Regions from separate parts of the Mus musculus genome. Here regions 1 and 2 are each linked to region 3. The links are chromatin contacts, called in public promoter capture Hi-C maps. All regions are on one chromosome and are shown on one strand. Each heading gives the region's core, a stretch centred on a gene start, on an enhancer-like site or on the middle of the called end of the contact. The rest is flanking DNA. Distances are from core to core; before and after follow the strand shown. Region 1 has its middle 12 kb from the start of Gm35400. Region 2 holds the start of Tmem232 (transmembrane protein 232). Region 3 holds the start of Rab31 (RAB31, member RAS oncogene family).

The links. Promoter capture Hi-C pulls out the DNA fragments that hold promoters and counts their contacts. Capture Hi-C pulls out chosen DNA fragments and counts their contacts.
Region 1: a contact with region 3 is called in a promoter capture Hi-C map of liver, with 2.3 times the contacts expected there. The contact joins the enhancer-like site here to the promoter of Rab31 in region 3. A contact is called at or near these places in 9 of 39 promoter capture datasets (the C10 cell line, the HPC-7 cell line, cranial neural crest and 5 more), 5 of 484 Hi-C or Micro-C datasets (the HL-1 cell line, bone marrow-derived macrophages, embryonic stem cells and 2 more), 12 of 115 datasets of contacts at active chromatin or transcription factors (bone marrow-derived macrophages, embryonic midbrain, embryonic stem cells and 4 more) and 4 of 9 other capture datasets (adipose tissue, embryonic stem cells, liver and 1 more).
Region 2: a promoter capture Hi-C map of adipose tissue shows a contact between it and region 3. The contact joins the promoter of Tmem232 here to the promoter of Rab31 in region 3. A contact is called at or near these places in 1 of 39 promoter capture datasets (liver), 2 of 484 Hi-C or Micro-C datasets (embryonic stem cells and muscle stem cells), 2 of 115 datasets of contacts at active chromatin or transcription factors (both in embryonic stem cells) and 1 of 9 other capture datasets (adipose tissue).

Annotation. Positions count from the first base shown.
Region 1 is chr17:65,570,306-65,573,005 of GRCm38.p6, forward strand. No RefSeq gene overlaps it. Among named protein-coding and RNA genes, the nearest start is that of Gm35400, 12 kb to the left of the region's middle. Within about 2 kb of position 1,301, at least 26 of the 459 cell types and tissues checked have an H3K27ac peak or open chromatin away from gene starts, as enhancers often do. A contact at or near this core is called in granulosa cells and muscle stem cells, where this site is marked.
Region 2 is chr17:65,539,380-65,542,079 of GRCm38.p6, forward strand. It overlaps Tmem232 (transmembrane protein 232), which reads right to left and starts at 1,403. Exons shown (of 15, transcript NM_001008973.2): 1 at 1,331-1,403.
Region 3 is chr17:65,771,460-65,774,166 of GRCm38.p6, forward strand. It overlaps Rab31 (RAB31, member RAS oncogene family), which reads right to left and starts at 1,293. Exons shown (of 7, transcript NM_133685.2): 1 at 1,047-1,293. The coding sequence starts at 1,085.

The DNA.
Region 1 (2,700 bases), core at 51-2,550, 200 kb before region 3:
AGCCACCTTATGGTTGCTGGGCTTTGAACTCAGGACCTTTGGAAGAGCAGTCAGTGCTCTTACCCGTTGAGCCATCTTACCAGCCCAACTTCACAGTTCTTAAACTTATAGTTTATTCTAGAACTTTCCATTTTATATTCTTAGACTAGATTGACTAAGTGGGGAATGAAACTTGGTAACAGGAGACTAGTGTGATCTACTGCAACCTTCAAAGTCAGGAAAGGAATCACAAATCGGAAGTGCACATGCCTGGCAGGCAGCATTGCTTATGCAAAAGACTGTCTCTCCAAGTATTTTTCCATTTTCTAGATCAATGTCATCCTTTGCCACTAAGATTTGTTTGGTTTGGGTTTTGTTAATTCTATATGATTTAAAAAAAAAAAAGCAAAAATGTGAAGCCCACCCACTGCATGCAGCAGAGGTGGGTAGAAGATAACTGGAGGCCTGCCCACCATCCTGTGGCCTGCTCACAGCAGGAGTCAATATGACAACGTGCAAGCTCGTGGTAGAGATGGGAGAGGAGATGCGGAGTGCTTTGAGCAATATGAAGACAGGTGGAACTGGAGAGAAGAAGATAAAGAGGAGCAGCCTAGTGTGAGTAGCCTGCCCTGCCACCTGAGGCCATGGTGAACTCCCTCTGTGCTGCCATTGAAAGCTGTCTGGATCTGTGGCCATGCGATGGCAGGGGTCTGTGTCAATGTCCATGGCTCAGATTACCACAAAAGGCCATGAGGACGTCCCTGGTCTGGGCTGCTGTGTGGGACCATGTTGATGTCCAAGAGCTGTATAGAAGCAGTGCTGCCTCTCACTGGCTGGTGGGAATGTGTGTGAGCCGGACTGAGGATGTAAGAGTGGGAGAACTGGCCCTGCCCCTTGTTGGTCGTGGCATTAGGTGGCCTATCTGGTGTAGTGACAGAGAGCTGACTGGTGGACCAACTTGGCTCCCATGAAGGCCCAGATCCAGGACTCGGAGTTGTTCCACCCCAACATTTGCTGTAGCAGCCTGGCTGGCATGAAGTTGAATGAATGTTCCTCTGAGGTGAGGAGGGAGGTTGATTGTATGGAAGATAGGAAGAAGATGCGAGAGACAGATATGGGAGGGCTACAGGTCATTATCACGCCAGCCCCACGTGAATTTCGCATGACCTTCTTAGACTCCAGTCCCGTGAGAAGCAAGGCCACAAGCTAAACTGAAACAATGTTGCTAAAATATACACACGACACTTGTACTCACCCAGTCCTCTCCCCTCCTGTTCCTTCCACCAAGGTCAACAGGATCTTCAGTCCCTCGCCTTGAGCCTCAAGTGCACCTCCTCTTATCGCTCCATGACTTGGCAGGCCGGGAAATCTGCCGACAGACTCTGACCTGCCTTGACTTTGCCTGGTAGGCAGACTTTCTCTACCCCCGCCCCCTTTTTCAGAAAAGCGGCTCCCAACAATTTACCCCATCTATGAACTACTGGAGTGTGTAAAGGGGCCAGTCTGTAGATCCAAAGCTGCTGCATCTCCATGACACAGGGCAACAGGATAGCTGAGGGGATACCTCAAATGGTCTCTACACACAGGCCCCGGCACATGGACACCCTTACACACACACACACACACACACACACACACGTTTTAAAATGAGAAAGCTTGAATCTTGGAATGGTTTCTCAAGCTGTTCAAGGGCTCATGACTTGTCAAGGGCATGGCTGAAATCCAAATTCAAGTTGGCCTGTCCTCAGACTCCAGGATGGTTATTCCTGCTGCTTCTCTGCGGGCGCTCCATTTCAGGTGACTTTGCTGGCATTTATTTTTAACCTAAACTGCACAACTCCCCACTACAGCTGTTCACCTCCCAGTGCCAACAGACCGTGAGCAGCTCTGTTCTAAGAGCACTGCCTTTTCTGGAAAGCTGAGCCCAGGGCTCTCGCACGCTGGGCACACAACGCCACCGAGCTAAGAGGTGTTCCTTTCTACAGCTGGAACTAAGAGATAACTACCCAAAGTCAAAGCTAATAAAACAAGAGAGCCAGAACTGCAGCCTACCTTCATTCCAGCCTCGTCACAGCAGCAGGCCTCCTTCCCTCCCATCCCCTCACTCAGACGTAGTATTTGAAGTTCTGTGCTAGTTACCCTTGGCATCCTAGCATTCATGCTAACTGGATGGCAAGCCAGCTATACAGCTGAATCTTGATGCCCCAAACTGAAACCATCCTGTGACCACACTCAAGCTTTCAGCCACTGGCACTGCTAGGACACAACCTTCACGTATGTCATTCTTGATCTGAGAGGTCCCCAGCAGGCCTGAGTGTGGCAAATATGACGTCAGCACGTTTGGTCTTTTACCTTTCTGCCCCTTGCTGAAAACCATTAATTAGGCTCACCTAATTAACATGCCTCATCAAAATGAAACACCTCATCCCAACACAAGATTTCCCCTTTCCCTTTATGAACCAACCATTTCCCCTTGGGACAATCTAGATGTAGTGCTTTGTCTCTTTGGGGGCAAATATCCCTCTCCCCCATCAACCCTTTGTTCCTTTTTGCTTCTCCCTAGTCCTCCTTCTCCCCTAGAAAGCCAAGTCCTCCATGCCACCCTGACCCCACCTCCCTTGCCAGGCGTAGAATGGTCAAACAGTTTTGGGACCGATAATCTAGTCTACCACTGTAAGCTTGTGCTTACAACTACTCCAAGCTCTTGGCTGTTCAAAATTT
Region 2 (2,700 bases), core at 153-2,652, 230 kb before region 3:
TAGAATAATTCATTAACTTGCTGAAGTTGTTTTGAAAAGATTTGAGGGAGTGGGGACTTAAACTGAATCAACCAGAAATATTTGAAGAAATGAACCCAGAGGAAGAAGAGGAAGAGGAAGAGAAGGAGGAGGAGGAGGAGGAGGAGGAGGAGGAGGAGGAAACAACAGTGTGGTTAATTTAAAACAGTAATTCCCAAAAGTGCAGTGTGGAACAAATTTGTGTAGACTGACATGCTGTAAGATTTAGGGGGTTATTAGTATATGTGCATATATAATGAATCTTGAATGACAGATAATGTGATATGTATGTAATTTTCTCCAAATTTATTGACAAGAGCAACTTTTTAGAACACTACTTCCTGGAATTATATGAATGATACATTTTGGGGAATGTTCAATAGTTATCAGCAAAATGGAAATCTAGCACTTACCTTGAAGCCTTACATGAGAAATCAAAACATTTCTGAGACATAGCACGTATTGAAATAGCTCCAACAAAATGCCTGGTTGCTTGGCAGTTTGTGTGTTTTTCTTTCTAGAAAGTTATTATTAATCTCTGGACAGCTTTTTAAAGCTTCAATTAAAACAAGCTTCAGAATATGTGACTTCAAAGGCGACTTCTGAGAACTAGGTCATATAAAAATTAAACCAAGCCTTTGGACATGTAGCTTGCATCAGGGAACACCAGGTTTAAACTACAACTCTAAAGAATCTGACCAGAGACAACAGAGAAGACGGCATCGATCAGATGAACTTTAATTATAGACTTCTACCCAACTCTTCCCTACCTCCAGGAATGCTTCCTGAGTGATAACTTTGCCATTATTTTCTAGGTTATTTGTGAGTTTTTGTTTTGTTTTCATCTATTCTTTGCCCTTTCCGTGTACTAATCTTTATGTTGGAATTTTCTCTTTGAAAATCCAAAAGTGTACGTGTACGAGGAGAATGGGGAGATGGTAAGAAGACGGAAGACGGGGTGGGGGAAGAACTGAGTTGCTGGGGACCATGAACACTGATCAGCAAAGCCCTAGAACAGTTATCAGAGCTCCCCCACCTTCTATACTCTCCCCAAAACACTGCCTCTATCAAAGGAGCTAGCGGAAGTTGCAGGGCACAGACTCTAATTTGGAGCCTGATACTGTAAAACTGGTAAATAGGTCTGGAGTTTCCCAATGACTAGAAGTCTCTTCAACTTCGAGACGGGGCTTTTGGGACTCTGAGGGGGTGAAGTTCAACCTACATTTGGGTCTTTTGTGGTCTGGGTTACTAAAGGATAGGACCGTAATCCTAGTTCCCCAAGTCACCGACAATAGGGGCTACAATTACTCACCCCAGCGCTCCCGCCAGGCTCTCCAGCTGGTTGCTAAGGATGCTGTGTAAGTCGCTCTTGGAGCCCGCTGGCTGACCTTTAACTGTCTCAAGGGTTTAGCCAATCACAAGCTGTCATTCCACCAGCCCTACCCCACCCGCACCTCGCGTGTACTCAGATTATAAGCAATAAATCCAAACAAGCAAGCAAACGAATAAACAAACAAAAAACAAAAACAAAAACAAAAAACAAAAAACCTTCGTTGGCTTAAGACGACCGAAAAGCTCACAGCTGTGACTCCGCGTGACTTCCTTGTGTACTGTGTGTAGCTGCCAGCAGCCGCAAAAACGCCTTGGCAGCAGTCAGCACGTCCTCCATGCCTAACGCCCTGTTAGACCGTATATCTTTGGAAGAAGTTGCTATTGGCAAATTTCTTTCTGTAGAAAATCTGGAGACTGTCACAGCAACCAAATACGAGTCACCAAATACCCAGGGTGTTTTGACACATACTAACCACAAGGGGGCGAGTTTAAATTCAATGCCTTAAAAACATCCTGTAAGATTACCTGTGCCGACTAACAAAGGAAAGATTGGGTTTTTACAAATGTTCACACCTGGAAGTACTGACGGAAAACATTTTTAGTTACATGGGGAAACCAGTGTACGTACATCTTCCTATGACATAAATTTCCTAAAAATAATTGGGTGCTTCAAAAAAGAGACTCATAGTGGAAACTATAACGTTAGCATGAACTAAGGTTATCAAATAGGTCTTTTGTATTCTCTCTCTCTCTCTCCCCCCCCCTCCTTTTGGAGAGGGTGAAGCATAGTTTTTTTTAACTAAAAAACATTATTTCATACAATATATTCTGATTCATGTATTTCCATCCCCAAATTCCTCCCAGATCCCCCCATCTCCGTACCTACCCACCCAACTGTATGTTCCTTTCTCTCTCTTTAAATAAGAACTTCAAGTCTCTGAAGAAAGAAATTAAAGATCTCAGAAGATGGAAAGATCTCCCGTGCTCATGGATTGGCAGGATCAACATTGTAAAAATGGCTATCTTGCCAAAAGCAATCTACAGATTCAATGCAATCCCCATCAAAATTCCAACTCAATTCTTCAACGAATTAGAAATTCATCTGGAAATTCATCTGCAAATTCATCTGGAATAACAAAAAACCTAGGATAGCAAAAACTCTTCTCAAGGATAAAAGAACCTCTGGTGGAATCACCATGCCTGACCTCAAGCTATACTACAGAGCAATCGTGATAAAAACTGCATGGTACTGGTACAGCGACAGACAGGTAGATCAATAGAATGGTAAAATATAAAAAAAAAAAAAATTTAAAGTTAAAAAAAACTAGAAGAACGGAAGAGGGGGAGGAG
Region 3 (2,707 bases), core at 43-2,542:
GCGGGGCCCAGGTGAAACCACAAGTCCCTGGTGCACCAGATCCTAATCCACAACATCGCCTGTATTCACCTCCATAACCATCCTGATTAGCATTTCTTTGAGGAGAATGAATGCGGCCCTACTCTTTTATTTAGGAAATACTTTTCCTTGCAGTGCCAGATTTGCCAACTTCAAGGGCAGGGCGGTATGCCCAGTGATAATGCCAAAGACTACAGAAGACTGCAGAGAACATGGCTTATAACATTAGCTCTTATTTGGGAAGACTTCGGGAATTTGTTGTGGGTAGCCCCAAGGAAATGACCCCCAAACACTGAATCCCTGGGGGGGGGCAGATTTCAAGGGACAGCGCAGTGTGCCGGAGTTTGTCAGTCTGGCCCTCCAGTCTCGGAGTTTGGATGTTGTTTCTTTCTTTGTTTCTGACTGCTTTTATATTTCTTGGGACTAAGACTCGTTTTGGAAGAGGAAGGGTGTTGGGGGCGGGTGTTTCTCATCCTGCTTCATTTTCATCCACTGCACGGAAAGTGTGCTGAACACACAGTTCATACAGAGTTTGCTCTTAATACTTCGCAGTCGGGCCAAAACCCCGGTACTCCCTCCCTTGCTTGGAAGGATTGGTTTGTTGGTTTGTTTTCGGAGAGAATAAAGAAATTGCCATCACTACTCCCTACCTACCCCCGCAGGAGGCAGAGGAAAACCTAACTTAAACACTCCTCCGGGAGGGAGCCACCAGTGGCAGAGGCAAGAGTCCTAGGGGCCCAGGGGCTGCATGACCCGCTGTCCTCTGGTCCTCAACAATCCCCCCCACCTCCCACCCCTCCACCCCGCCCTGCCCGACCCGCAGCCTGGCGAGCCCCAAGGTTGCCAGATACCCGGCCGCAGATGCAGCGATCCGGGGCGCTCGGGAGAATCTGGTGGCGGGCGGAGGCGGCTGGTGCCGGGCGCGGGATGGAGCGCGCGGGACATGGGGAAGCGCACGGGAGGCGGGCAGCGCAGAGACAATGGCGCACAGAAGCCGGGATCCCCCGTAGGATGGCTCCAGGACTTACCCCGAGAAGACACACTTTGAGCTCCCGTATCGCCATCATGTGCTCTGGGTCGGGCCCGGCCGGGGCTCAGCAGCATCGTCCGGGCCACACCGCGCCCAGCCTGCGTCCTGCTGTCTCCCAGGACTCTCGCCGGCCGCGGGGCGGAACCGCCAAGGCGGCTATTTCTGGGCCTCGGCCTCCGCTGTCGGTCACGTGCTGCCGGCCGGCTCCTCCCGTCACGTCTAGTCTAGCCTGGCCGCCGGGCTTCGGCTCCGCCCGGGCCCCGGTCCGCTTCGGCCTCCAGTGACCACCCAACATCTGACTTGTGGGCAAATCATCCCCTTCCGTGATCAGCTCTGAGCCCGGTCGGGCACCACTTGCCCTGGACACACGACCCGTCGCGTCATAAAGAGCCATTGGAACAGTTTATGCTGTTGGCTGTGGTCCCAAGGAAGCACTTCAAAGTCTCTGGGTAGTCCCACCATAAAGTGACTCTGACCTCCAGATGCAAGAAACATCAGCGAGAAACCGGGATGAGGGGAGGAAAGGGTTAACTTGTCCCTTCTAATACCCAGGCTTCAAATCGCTTCCTCCCAACACTTCACTTTACTCTGCATGCATTCTTTTCTGTATGCAGCAAAGGATGACTCAAGGATGATTCGAGAAGCAGTCAGGTGTTTTGGCTTCCAAAACTGGAGCACCAGGGCCTGGGAAAAGAGAGGTGCACTCTGTAGAGGAAGCCCCCTTTCTCCATGTAGAAAAACGCTACAGCTATGTGGGCAGGAGCCCAGCCACAACTGGGGGGCTGGCAACCCTTCTGCAAACTCCTCTACTAGGAAACTGAGGCTACGTGCAGCGTCACACAGAGGGGCCATGGCCTCTGGTCTTTGTATGGTCCGTTGTTCCTCCAAGCCTCTGGGATGACTTCATTTGTTGCTGTGTAGAAATGACAGCTCTTTAAGAATAATCTAAATTTACTGGTACTACTAATTGTATGCATATGTTTTAAACAGCAACACTGGACGTGGCTCTGTTGGGAGAGTGCTTGCCCAGCATGCCTGATAACTGTTAGAAGGATTGATCCAGGCAACCTGGAAATAAAACAGAAGCCCTTTAATGAGAACAGTGAAGAGCAGTTCTCATTACCTGGCTTTCTTGCCAGGCAGGTGTTCTTATCAGTATGCTGAGTCTGGAGTTCTCACCAGAAGAGGGCATCAGATCTCATTACAGGTGGTTGTGAGCCACCATGTGCTCACATGTGGTTGCTGGGATTTGAACTCAGGACCTTCAGAAGAGCAATCGGTGCTCTTCACCGCTGAGCCATCTCTCCTGCCTGAAAGCCAGTTTTAAGAAGTGTTTAAAGGTTTGAAGTATATGGACGTCTGGTCTGCATGTACATCTGCACATCAGAAGAGGGCATTGGTGAGCTACATTTGTGAGCTGCCATGTGGGAGGTTGGAGTACGGGACCTGGGCTCTGAACTCAGCATCTCTGGAAAATCAGCCAGTGCTCTTAACTGCAGAGCCATGTCTCCAGGCACCCAAAGCAAGTTTTGACAAAGCATTCTGCAGCCTCAGTTCTCTGGCCTCTCTCATAACTTGTCCCATCTGATCAATGGCTCCTGCCATTTTTTCCCCCTGTGGTTATCTGGCAGGCCAGATAGAAGCTACTCAGGCCCAAAG